Regions from separate parts of the Capsicum annuum genome. Here region 2 is linked to region 1. A link is a contact called in public Hi-C data. All regions are on one chromosome and are shown on one strand. Each heading gives the region's core, a stretch centred on a gene start, on an enhancer-like site or on the middle of the called end of the contact. The rest is flanking DNA. Distances are from core to core; before and after follow the strand shown. Region 1 holds the start of LOC107873274 (protein WVD2-like 3). Region 2 holds the start of LOC107873272 (syntaxin-related protein KNOLLE).

What was found. Hi-C and Micro-C count contacts between places; a contact is called where the count stands out from the background.
Region 2: a Hi-C map of leaf shows a contact between it and region 1, with 2.0 times the contacts expected there. The contact joins the promoter of LOC107873272 here to the promoter of LOC107873274 in region 1. A contact is called at or near these places in 2 of 5 Hi-C or Micro-C datasets (both in leaf).

The regions. Positions count from the first base shown.
Region 1 is chr6:76,267,089-76,273,097 of UCD10Xv1.1, reverse strand. LOC107873274 (protein WVD2-like 3) reads left to right here and starts at 3,878. Exons shown (of 7, transcript XM_016720047.2): 1 at 3,878-4,030.
Region 2 is chr6:76,395,478-76,401,486 of UCD10Xv1.1, reverse strand. LOC107873272 (syntaxin-related protein KNOLLE) reads right to left here and starts at 2,276. Exons shown (of 2, transcript NM_001325027.1): 1 at 1,655-2,276; 2 at 312-820. The coding sequence starts at 2,260. The coding sequence ends at 491. LOC107873273 (DNA repair protein XRCC4) reads right to left here. Exons shown (of 5, transcript XM_016720046.2): 4 at 5,165-5,287; 5 at 4,545-4,955. The coding sequence ends at 4,701.

The DNA of each region.
Region 1 (6,009 bases), core at 2,629-5,128:
CCCACCCCCCAATCTTTACCCCAAATTTCAACTACACACTTATACTTTGTGGGGGGGGGGGGGGGGGGTCCAATGACCCCCCTAAACTATTTTAAAATGAAATTATTACCCCCGAACTATTTTAAAGTGGAATATATACCCGTCTAAAAGCTCATACCCAGATTTTATTTTAAGTAGTGGTCTGAACGCACTGCCACGTAATTCCACGTCATATTACTTTTTTTTTACTATAAAAATTTATTACTTTTCTTTTTCTCTTTTATTTTTTACTCCTACTTCTCCTTCCTTCCTCTGTTAGTCCATGGAGTAACACACAAAACATAAATTTACATTTCAAATGCAACATTTGATCAAATGATGTAAGATTACTCCTCAATCAACAATTAATGTCCAAAAACTATTCAATTTCACAAAATGGCGTCGCCTTCTCAGATTAACGGAGAAAGATAAGCAACTTAAATGGTTCACAATTTTTGGCAATGAAACACCGCTGGACAGTGATGACGCCGACAAAATTTAAAATTCCGGCGACTTCATTTTTTTGATGAATTTTAACATTCTGAACGTCAATCAATTTTGAGGGAGCTAAGGAATGATTCTAACCCAGAAAATTAATTTGAATTTTCCATTCTGAATTGATTCAACATTCTGAACGTCAATCTGAAATTGATTGATTGATTAACGTTGAGAATGCTGAAATTAACCCAGAAAAAATCTACTTACATATCAGTGAACATCGTTGATTCGATTGAGAAAATTCAAAATTCTCAATCTGAACTGATTTAACAAGGTTAATCAATCAAAACTAGTTCTATGAAGTCGAAAAAAGTCAATTTTATGCTTGGAGATGAGGAAGATGATAAATTAATCTTGAATGCCATTAATGAGTTCTTGAATGCCATTGAAGAAGAGGAAGAAAAAGGATAAGAAGGAGAAGAAGGAGGAGAAAGAGGAGAAGAAAGAGGAGAAGAAGAAGGAAAAGAAGGAGGAAAAGAAGGAGGAGAAGAAGAAGGAGAAGGAAGAGGAGAAGGAAGAGGAGAAGGAGGAGAAGAAGAAGAAGAAGGAGGAGAAGAAGGAGAAGAAGAAAAAGAAGAAGAAGAAGAAGGATAAGGAGAAGGAGAAGAAGAAGAACGTGAAGAAAGAGGTGGAGGAGAAAAAGAAGGAGAAGAAAGAGGAGGAGGAGGAGAAGAAAAAGGAGGAGGAAGAGAAGAAGAAGAAAAAGGATGAGTAGGAGGAGGAAGAAGAAGAGGAGGAGAAGGAGGAGGACGAGGATGAGGAGGAGAAGAAGAAGGAGGACGAGGAGGAGAAGAAGAAGAAAAAGAAGAAGAAATGTCATTGATGAGTTCTTGGATGTCGTTGATGCCATTGTTTGTGAAGAAGAAGAAGAAGAAGAAGAAGAAGAAGAAGAAAGAAAATGAATAAAGAAAAATAATAATTAACATTATATATATTTATTTAAAGAAATATTAAAAATAAATTTTTAATAAATTATCTTCGTTCTCACTCTCTTTAAAGAGAGTGAAACACACTCTCTTGCCATGTCAGCGTTCGGGGGTAATAATTTCATTTTAAAATAGTTCAGGGGGGTTATAGGACCCCCGCAAAGTATAAGTGTGTAATTGGAATTTGGGGTAAAGGTTAAGGGGCTTTCGACCATTTTCTCTCTTAAACATATACAATATATTTTTGAAAAACGAAAAGGAGAGTAATTAGAATAAAAATGGGTTGAGAAATTAAAATTAGAAAGAGGTTGTGAGACTTTATCAGTAGGGTTAACAAATAGTAATCAAAGATTGAAACAAATTAAAGCAATGATTCCTTTCGACTTTCTAACTATTTATGGTTAAAGAGTCAAGTTTCAGGAATTTTAGTTGTAATCTACTTGGGTTTAGCAAGATTATGCTAATATTGTTTTCTAAAAAAAATAGTAAATAACTTTTGGCATCACATTATAAACTTTCCTTATGTTAAAAGTACTTAATAATTTATATATACACAAGAAATATTTTCTTTAAGTAATATAATTTTTTGATAAAGACAATTCAACCAAATCATACATAATAAAAAACATATTATTCATATAGCTCTGTCCATGATCACTATGTGGATACAATTATCCTTTGCTAAATATGTGTTTTGACAAATTTAAAAAGCATTAGAAAAACTAGACTAGACACACATCATTGTCATTATACTTAATTTTTGATTTAATTGTAATGTAGATTATTGGTTCCTATTAAGGAATATATTATAGTTAGAGTTTTTAAAATTATATCATCCTCAAATATAAAATAATAATTTAAATAAACTAACATAACATATCAATAATTAAATGATTTAGCACTTTATTAAATTTGTAAAGATCCACCGGCAAGAGGATTTTCAATTTTGAGAGGTTAAAAAAACAAATTTTCTCTGGATGTTGAAATGTAATCCCTTTAATTGCTTTCATTATAATAATCTTTAAATTAATTTTGTCCTCTTCAAGGGATACAAATCAATGGCAAAGGCCACAATAATTGGTCTTCTATACTCGTTTGCTATATAAAAAAAAAAGTAGTATGATATAAGTTTATAACTAAGTAAGTTATGATAGGATGTTTGAATGTTTGAGATTTCATTATTTTTAATTAGAGATTTCAAGTTAAAATTTTATATATATATAAAAATAAAATTGAAGGGTTAGCCCACAAAATAAACATTAATTCTTATGGTGTACATATCTGAGTAATTGGACCTTAATATGAATATTATAAGGCTCAAAAAAAGATAAAACTACAATCTATGTCATATAATTTTTGTGCAAAGTTACTAGTATTAGCAAATGCATATCAATATAATATAATACATCTTCTACTCCTTTACGGTCGTTTGGTTGAGTGTATAAGATCAATGTAAAATATAATATATTAGTAATGCCTGCATTAGTAATGTTTGTATTACTTATGCTTGTATTAGTTATGCATGTATTATTTCTTATACATTGTTTGGTTTGATGTATAAGAAATAATACATCTTATATAATTTCTATAAAAGAAATATTTGTTTACAAAAATACTCTTCTTTAGTTTTGTACACTTTTTTGCAACAATTTTTTTTTATCATCTCAAATATAATTAGTATTGTTGAACTAATATATATAGGTTTCGGATTAATTGCAAGACCTTCGTCTTTGCGCATGAAATATTATGCCAACGGATTAACATAGTCGAAACAAAAATAAAATATAAGACGTAAAATTAAGAAATAGTTTCAATTTTTTTTAATCTTTTTAAAGATCCTTGAAGCAAAGAAAAAATATGTTACAATTATTTAATTCAATTATTCATTGTTGTAGATTAAAATGGTGGGAAAAAAAATTGTTAAATGTTTTGAAAAGATTCACTATTGCAAATTAAAATGACAGGAAAAAGAATGGTGAAATATTTTGAGAGGGAAATTGAGGGGTATTAAAATCATTTAATAAGTTAATGCATGTATTAAAAACTTTACATTACCAATATATAGAAAATGAGTGGTATTAATAATATACACTTTAATACACAATAGAGTGTATAATTAATGTTTGTATTAGTTTAATACACACTTTATAACTAATGCTTGTATTAGTTATTCATTGACTAAAAATTGTACCAAATAAGGTATTCATAATACACATTAATTAATACATGCATTATTTTTGCCAATACACTCTACCAAACGAGCCCTTATTGTTTTAGGAAATAAAATATCGTATTCTCCCTTTCCTTTTTTTTGTCTAAATCCATAAAAATCTAAAAATAAAAATAACATAAAGAACTCCTTATTTTTCGTGCTCTTTCTATTTTACTGTCTTTCTGCTATAAATAAATAGCAGCATATATATATATATATATATATATATATATATATATATATATATATATATATATATATATTTTCCTCTGTCCTCTTTTACTTTATTATTTGTAACAAAAATAACTTCATACATTTTCTGGGTAAGAGAAGGCACATATATAGAGGAGGAGCAAACATATAGATCTTTCTCAAGGTATGTGACGGAGAATACTCAAAGTTTTGTATTTTGGGTACATTTATTTATTAGTATTATTTTTGTGAGAATATTTTGATCCGTTTGCATTTGTTGTTGGATTTGGTTATCGTGATGTTATGTACATTATGGGGTAGATCTATATAGCAAAAGATCTTTTTACAATATGCTATATTATTATTCATTTTTGGAAATATAGCCAATGTGGTGATTTTGTGAGGGTAATAATTGTGTTAAATAAATAGCACTATGAAGCTGCTGCAAAAGTATGTATATCCCTAGGTAAAACCGAAATATGCTACGATTCTTTAATGTCTTCTATCTTTCTTTGTCTGGTTTTAAGGATTTGAATGTGATGGATGTTGCATTATGAAATGCGTTTCGAGTTCGATTGCTGATAGCTTAGTTGGTTCTTCTTGGGGTTCGATTCCCCACCTTGTAATCTCTTCCCCTGTGTCCCCATTTTTTTTTTAAAAAAGTTCAGATTCTGATTTCTAGATAAGAACTCACATTCTTTAGCTCCCTTTTCCATCATTTTTTGGAGTTTTGTAAATTTATCTTCGAAGTGTATTCTTGCTGTACCTTTACATTTTTCAGATAGGTATTCAAATTCTATGTAATGCATCATGAAGTTTGTGTAATATCTTTTCCGAGATTGGCACAAATTATACTGATCCCCTTTACACTATTTTTATTCATATGTGTATGTATTCCTGTAGCTATATGTTTCTGTATCAGACCCCCTTGAGGTGCGGCCTGCTCTGGACCCTCCGTGAACATGGGGATGCTTTGTAAACAGGACTACCTTTTCTATGCTTCTGTATATAATGTACAAATGCATGCATATTTTCTGTTTATAGTCTTGGACTCACCTTATGGAGGCTCCTTGTTTCATTAATCATTGACAAGCAAAAAATTCTGGCTCTTTCTTTTATTTAGTTTTAGGACACCAATCCATTGATCCTAAGCTGCACTGCCCAGCATTGATTTTATTATTACAAGGCTTCTCCCTTGCTACTTTTGTTAGAAATGTGTGCTTGAAATGGTCTAATCTCAAATGCACAATAGCAATCACCTGATGCTGGAGAAACAACAACAACAACAACAACAAACCCAGGGTGTTCCCACAAAGTGGGGTTTGGGGAGGGTAAGATGTACGCAGTCCATACTGCTACCTCCGAAAAAATAGAGAGGCAGTTTCTGATAGACCCTCGGCTCAAGATAAAGAATAGTAAACAAGGCGGTAATGAAACAAGCAGCAGGATGGATGACATAACAGAAATATGGAATAAAAATATCAAAAATAGAAATCATAGAAAATGCGAGATAAGAGAAATAAGAGCACTACAAAATACGAAGTAAAAAAATAGGACACCCACCAAGTAGGAACATACACACACAGACCAAAAACGTCCACCACACCCAAACTCTCCTGGCTAGAGACTCCTACCTATGGACACAGTCCAAAGATTACTAACCTGGCTACACAAGAAATCACCTAACTACTCGCTACAACCCACACACTCACACTAACCTTCTACCCTTATCCGCGCCCTCCATACTTTCCTATCTAGGGTCATGTCCTCCGTAAGCTGGAGAAATCGATTCAGAAACTTCTGCTGGAGGCCGAATCCATGTTAAACTGAAAGCAAATGTTTTTGTGGAATAAGATAAAGCTACTTCAGCGTCATCATTGTTGTCTGTTCTGGTGGTGTATTTTTTTATCAAGGAACGAGACAAAATTAAACTTCTAATATAACCTGGATATTAGGGAACTTTGATTTTCTTTCATGAGATTTACTTGTCTAACAATCAAGGTTTTTAATGGATATCAAAGGGCTTCAATCATTAATTATCGCAGAAATTATTTAGAGCATTTGTTTTCTTGGAACAATATGATTTTTCTGCCTTGTCTGACGATGTGCATTTGGCACATCAGCATGCTGATTCCTAGTACCTAAGAGTTAATCTCGATCCAA
Region 2 (6,009 bases), core at 1,027-3,526, 130 kb before region 1:
ACAAGTTCACATGATGGCAATGGGGGGATTTAATCAGTTGTCCAAGTGAAAGATGCAAATGACATAGTAAGACTACATAGACCCCTCTTGTGATCAACATCAAATACGTCTCTTAACATTTGCTATGCAATTATCAGACTAAGAAAGAAAGACATCTCATTTATCAGCTTCCTGGTCTGCGTTTTGGTTGGATTATGGCAGTAAATCTCTATTGTTTGGCAGAACAAATTGCCTATTTGTGAGACATGTCTCAAAATATTGTAACAAATGTAGGTGCTAAACTATAGTTTAGCATCAGAAAACAGAAGATATGTTAACGAAAACGGCAAATCTATTAAGGTTCACACAGAATAAAATATAGAATAACAACCTTGTTCTACTAAACCATACACATAATTCTCACGAGAGTGATCAAAGTAACTGCTACAAAAGAATATAAAGAATGGAAACGCTAGCAAACAAGCTCAGTTGTATCCCCCATGGGGCCTCTTCAAGATTTAGTGAAACTGGTAGCAATTGGGATGATGACTACCAGGATCAGAATCAGGAGAATTATAATGCCAATGCACATCCATGTCCTGCTGCTCTTCTGATATTCTTTTGCAGTCTTGAGGTTCTTGGTTCCATCATTAACATACTGGGCTGCATTCACCACATGGTGCTCAATATCATCCATTTTCTCTCCTTGTGCCTCAACCATCACTGCCATGTCCAAGAATATCTGGTGCAGCTCAAGCAAGCTCTTTTCGATTTCTTTAGCCGCATCATGACGGTCCTGTATCTCCACCACTGTTTCCAAGACCTTTCCCCTTCCATGCTCCTGCACCCACCAACAAAGTTTGTTAGACAAGATATCAACTATGCTTCATATCCAATTTAGTTTGCTTGAATATAAGAATCTTGGCTTTCCATTTGAACTAGTAACAGTTCAAAGTTCAACAATGATTTTGAACACTGGAATACTCAATAATTTGGAGACGGCTGTATGAATCTCCTCATTATCAATTTGACTAGTAAAAGTCCAAAATTCAATAGTTTGATGGTAAACTATATGAATTCTCACTCCAAATTTCTTTAATTAGGGTTATTAGACAAAATGAACTCTGTAAATTTTGAAAACAAACACTTCAAACTAAGCCAACATGTAACAAGTTCAACAAAACTACTGTTTCTCTACAGAAAGAAAAAATGGGGAAACAGAGAGAATTCTTAAAAAAGTATTTGTTTTGGTTGGCTTATGAGAATCCTGTCTTTTGATTTAGTTGGCAGCAGTTGAAAAATCAATAACTAGGAGATCGCTGTAAGTCTATATGAATTCTTTGGACTAGTAGTAACAATCCAAAATTCAAATAATTTGATGGTCGGCTAAATGAATTCTTACTCTAGATTTGAACTACTGATGGACGGCTATATGAATTCTCACTATAGATTAGAACTAATGACACTCCAAGATTCAATATTTGTTGGGCGACTCTATGAATACTCTCCATAGCATTGAACTAACAACAGTCCAAAATTCAATAAATTGGGTTTAATCACTCAAATCATGAAATAAAACACTTCAAATTAAGCCACCAGAAACAATTCAAGAAATTAGGAGAAGGGAGAGAAATTGGGGAAAAAGACATGATTTTTTGGGGTTTATTAGGCATACCTGAATAGCTCTAGAAAGAAATTCTTCACCACCTTGACCATTTCCACTAGATATAATCTTGTCAATAACCTCTTCATCCGGCTGCTCACCGGTCACGGTAAAGTACCTTCTCCCAACAGTCTCCTTATACTCACTCATCATCCTCTGTCTCAGTCCCTGAAAATCCATCATAAGTTCCTTAAGCTTCTTCCTCAGCCCATTCGTCACTGCAAATCGAGTCCTATCCACCGGTGTCCCTTCCTTACACCCCGAAAGCCTCCGGTTTATTGCATTAGACCGGTCCATCTCTTCCAGCTGAGACCTTATAGCTCTTGCCTTCTTTAACACAGCTAAAATATCCGAATTTATAAGATTACGCATCGATTTCAGAGCTTCGGGTTTGGTTAAGGACTTGCTTTCTTCGTTCGTGTCTTGTAAACGACGAAGAATGTCTTTGATCGAATTCATTTCAACTTTCACTTTTTCAGCTTCTTCTAAGAAAGCAGTGAGGTTTTGGTCCATTTGAGTCATACCCATTTCCAAATCTGGACCGGATTCAGCGTCTTTCATCGCTGCTTTCTTCAAATCAACGTAGCTAGTGAAAGATTTTGTCATCAAATCATTCATCGTGAATTTTGTTTTTGAGAGATAAGCGAGAAAATCAAGTAAAGAAGGAGAATTTTTTAAAACAGATAGAGATTGTTGCAGTGATTGGAGATGACAATGGACAATGTATAAGCTATAAAGAGGACGATTTGAAGGATTTGGATTGGTGGATTAAGGAGAAAGATAGCCGTTGGAGGATCTTCTGTTTAACGGCTATATTTTGTTTTGAATAAAATAAGGTTTCTTGGATTCTCTATTTTTCATCAGCAACATGTTGTCGTCAAATTTACTTTTCACATTTTTTGCTGTTAACCAGTATTTATGGCTTCTTTTAGGTAATTAGTACTGTAATTATTTATGGGTTTGACTTTGACTAAATTTGACAGTTTTACCTCAGGTACTTTATTCTGGTATATAAAAAGTAAATGCTTATTTACATTAACCATTTCTTAAATTTTTTTAGAAAATTTTTTTGGGTAAAATTCAGAAATAGCATACTTATTTGCTATAACAAGTTGTATTTTGTATTTTTGCAAACTGTTGCTACAAAAATACAAATACATATGATTTTTATTGCTCTTATGATCGATATGTATTTTGTATTTTTACAAACTGTTGCTATAAAAATACAAATACATCCAAATACATATGGTACAAAATATAATTTGATAAAAGTGTTGCTATTTTTTGTAATTTAATACTTAAGTATGTTACTTTATGTATTTTTTCCAATTTTATTTACACGCTTCAATTACAAAAATGCTTATTTACATTAATCATCTCTTAAATTTTTTAGAAATTTTATTTACACACTTCAATTACAATTTTTTCCTATTGAACAATTGAACATGTGGTAAGTGTTTTTTGGATCAATGGACCCATATAGAGAGGAACTTCTCAATCTCGATTAGGAGATACATTTGTGAATGGATCAAATCAACTTTGCAATGGTAAAAGGTTACTAAAAGAAAGGGAAAAAATGGGGATAAAAATATGGAAACGGAAAAAGATAAAAGGGGCAGTGCAGTGCACTGAGATTCGTTTGGTATAAAGGATGAGAGATAACTAATTTTGAAATTAATTTTAGAATTCACACATTTGGTTGGGATAAAATGCATGTGATAACTCATCGAGATTAGTTAGCCCACGATGATAATGTTATTTTTATCTCATATTGTGGGTGGGATAACTAATCGTGGGATAAGGTGTCCCAGCCAAACAACAAAATTTCCATTATGTGTAGGATACAACAGAAAGGATTTTGGAATGGTTACTACCGCAGATTTTGGAATGATTATTACCCCTTAATTGTTTAGCATTATTTAATTTACTTTTTTCACTCCCAAAATAAAATTTGATTTTTTCCTGTATGTGGGTTTAATAATATGAATTTAAAAAAAGAGAGAGAAAGAGAAAAATATCAATATTTTGATACTAAAATTACAAAATTGCAATTTTGATAATCTAGGATGAAATAAATATTTAAAAGTTCTAATTAAGGTAGAAGGGAAAATGCCTATTGATAGTTGGAGGAAGCATTTATCCCTTAGACAAAGTTAAGAGGTAAAAATAACGTTAAATATTGTTAAATGTCAGTATTAGTTTCAATTATTAATATCTTATGGTACACTGTTTCAATTTTGAATACTTCTACATCAAGCAAGTTTGAATGCAAGGTTCACACTTCTTGGACATCCAAAATAAAGGTGGGACTAGTGCATCAGTAGCCACTTTTGGGACCGTTGTTTAAAATATTTTCAACATTTACAAAGTATTTAAAACATAGCCACAATAGTTTTGAGGGCAAAGACACGTTGTTTTCTACGTCCAGATTTCAACACAGTGGCATGAAGTCAATAGTTGTGTAGGAGAAGAAGAAAGAAGCAGCAGTGTTAATGACATTTGATTTAGTTTTCTTATGATTTGATGACCAAAAGGTGTATACATGTTCCTCTCCTCGTGGTTTTTTTCCTAAATAAATTGCAAACCCAATATGTTTTGAACAACAACTTTAAAGTAGTTTTCACCCCAATTAATTCATAAAGGCATCACATCTTAGATAACTGAAGTGAATAAACCCACAAAATGAGGTCTAAGGAGGGTAGAGATGACCGAAGTGAGAATGACATTAAGATTTCCAAGCTTGCAGTATCATCTTAGCTCATCAAGTACAACATTCAATATCTAGCTCATAGGTTTTCATTGCTCAGATAAAAATTCTTTAAATTGCAGATAAATTTGCCTAATAATGCTCTCGACTTGAACTATATGCAGAATTCAGTACCAATACCTTGGAGAACAGGGAGACGTCAAAATAATACAAAAAAAAACCGGATGTTTGAAGTATTCACAAGTTCATCAGTGTATATACATCTTCATTCTCCAAGAAAAGGAAAGCCAAAAGCAGTTTAAGAGGCAAAAAAGAGATGGTTATAATGCTGCAATGATACATCTTAGATATTTACTTTCTCTTTCTACCACGACCCCTTCTGGGATTTGAAGTGCCAACATCATCCTTTTTTGATGAAGTGCCAACATCTTCCTTCTCCACCTCTTCCCCGCTTATTTCCTCATTACTTCCCTCGTCAAAGGTCTCGGTTCTGTCAGTAGATTGTGCATCCTCTTCTACTGGCTCTTCAACAGAGGTTCCCTGTTTTGAGAGCCTATCGCGAAGCTCTCTGAGTTTTTTCTTCTTTGAGTTCAGAACCCCAACAAACTGGACGTAGAAGGAACACGGAGCATAAACAATCATGCAGGAACGTTTGGGGTGTTCAGCTTCTAAGTATAATTAAACCATTCCAGAACAAAGGGTAGCGGAAAGAGCTTGGAATAAATATTAAGTTAAAAGAAGGCAAAATCATAATAAATCTGAACAAACCCGTGAAAATAATAAACAGAGTTTAGTGTTTGGCCTGAAAACAGCACCTTTGCATATATTGCAGATTCAAATTCTTCTTTCTCTTTGCTGAGTATCTCGCTTTGTGTTAAACATTTATCTGCCTCCACTCTCAGCCTCTCAAATGACTGAGTTTTATCGACCACTTCATCCTATATCAAATGAACTTGTGAGAATTTGAATCAAATAAACTCATGCGAGTCTTCACACTGCAAAACCATGTACATAGCTCTTCAGATGAAAGAAACAGATAATATCTTTCAGAACAGTACGTCGAATCAATTTGGCTACAACCTCGTACCATTTCAATCAAATAAAAAAACTGTGAAAGCATACCTCACTACTGCAGAACCATATAGATTTCTGTTCAGTTGGAAGGAAAGAAGAAGTGAATTTCTAAAGCAGAGATAACGGAAATTATAGAGATTGTTGTTTAGATGAGAGGAAGAACCGCAGCAGAAGTAACAACATTTTCTAAAGCTGAGATATCAGAAAATCAAGAGGAGAGAAGACATTTCAATTTACCATGTTAAACATGATACCTATAAAGGCAGGAAGCAGTTATAGTAACTCGAATATTCACTGTATATACTACCTTTTCCTTGCATTGGGAAGAAAAATAAGGGAAAATCAATTAGCGAGATGAAGGCTAACATCCCCTGCAACAACAAAAATGTCTTCAAATTGTCTCTTTATACAGATATTCATAATGGGGATGTACTTAGAGTCTCCTGAAAGAAGTCTGGTAAGGGGCAGATTCACAACTTTTAAAAATGTCTCGGCATATTCAGATGGAAAAACATTGCAACATAGTGTCAACTAAGAATGACACATAACAAAATTCCAAGTATATTCACATGTCACTTTGTTGGTG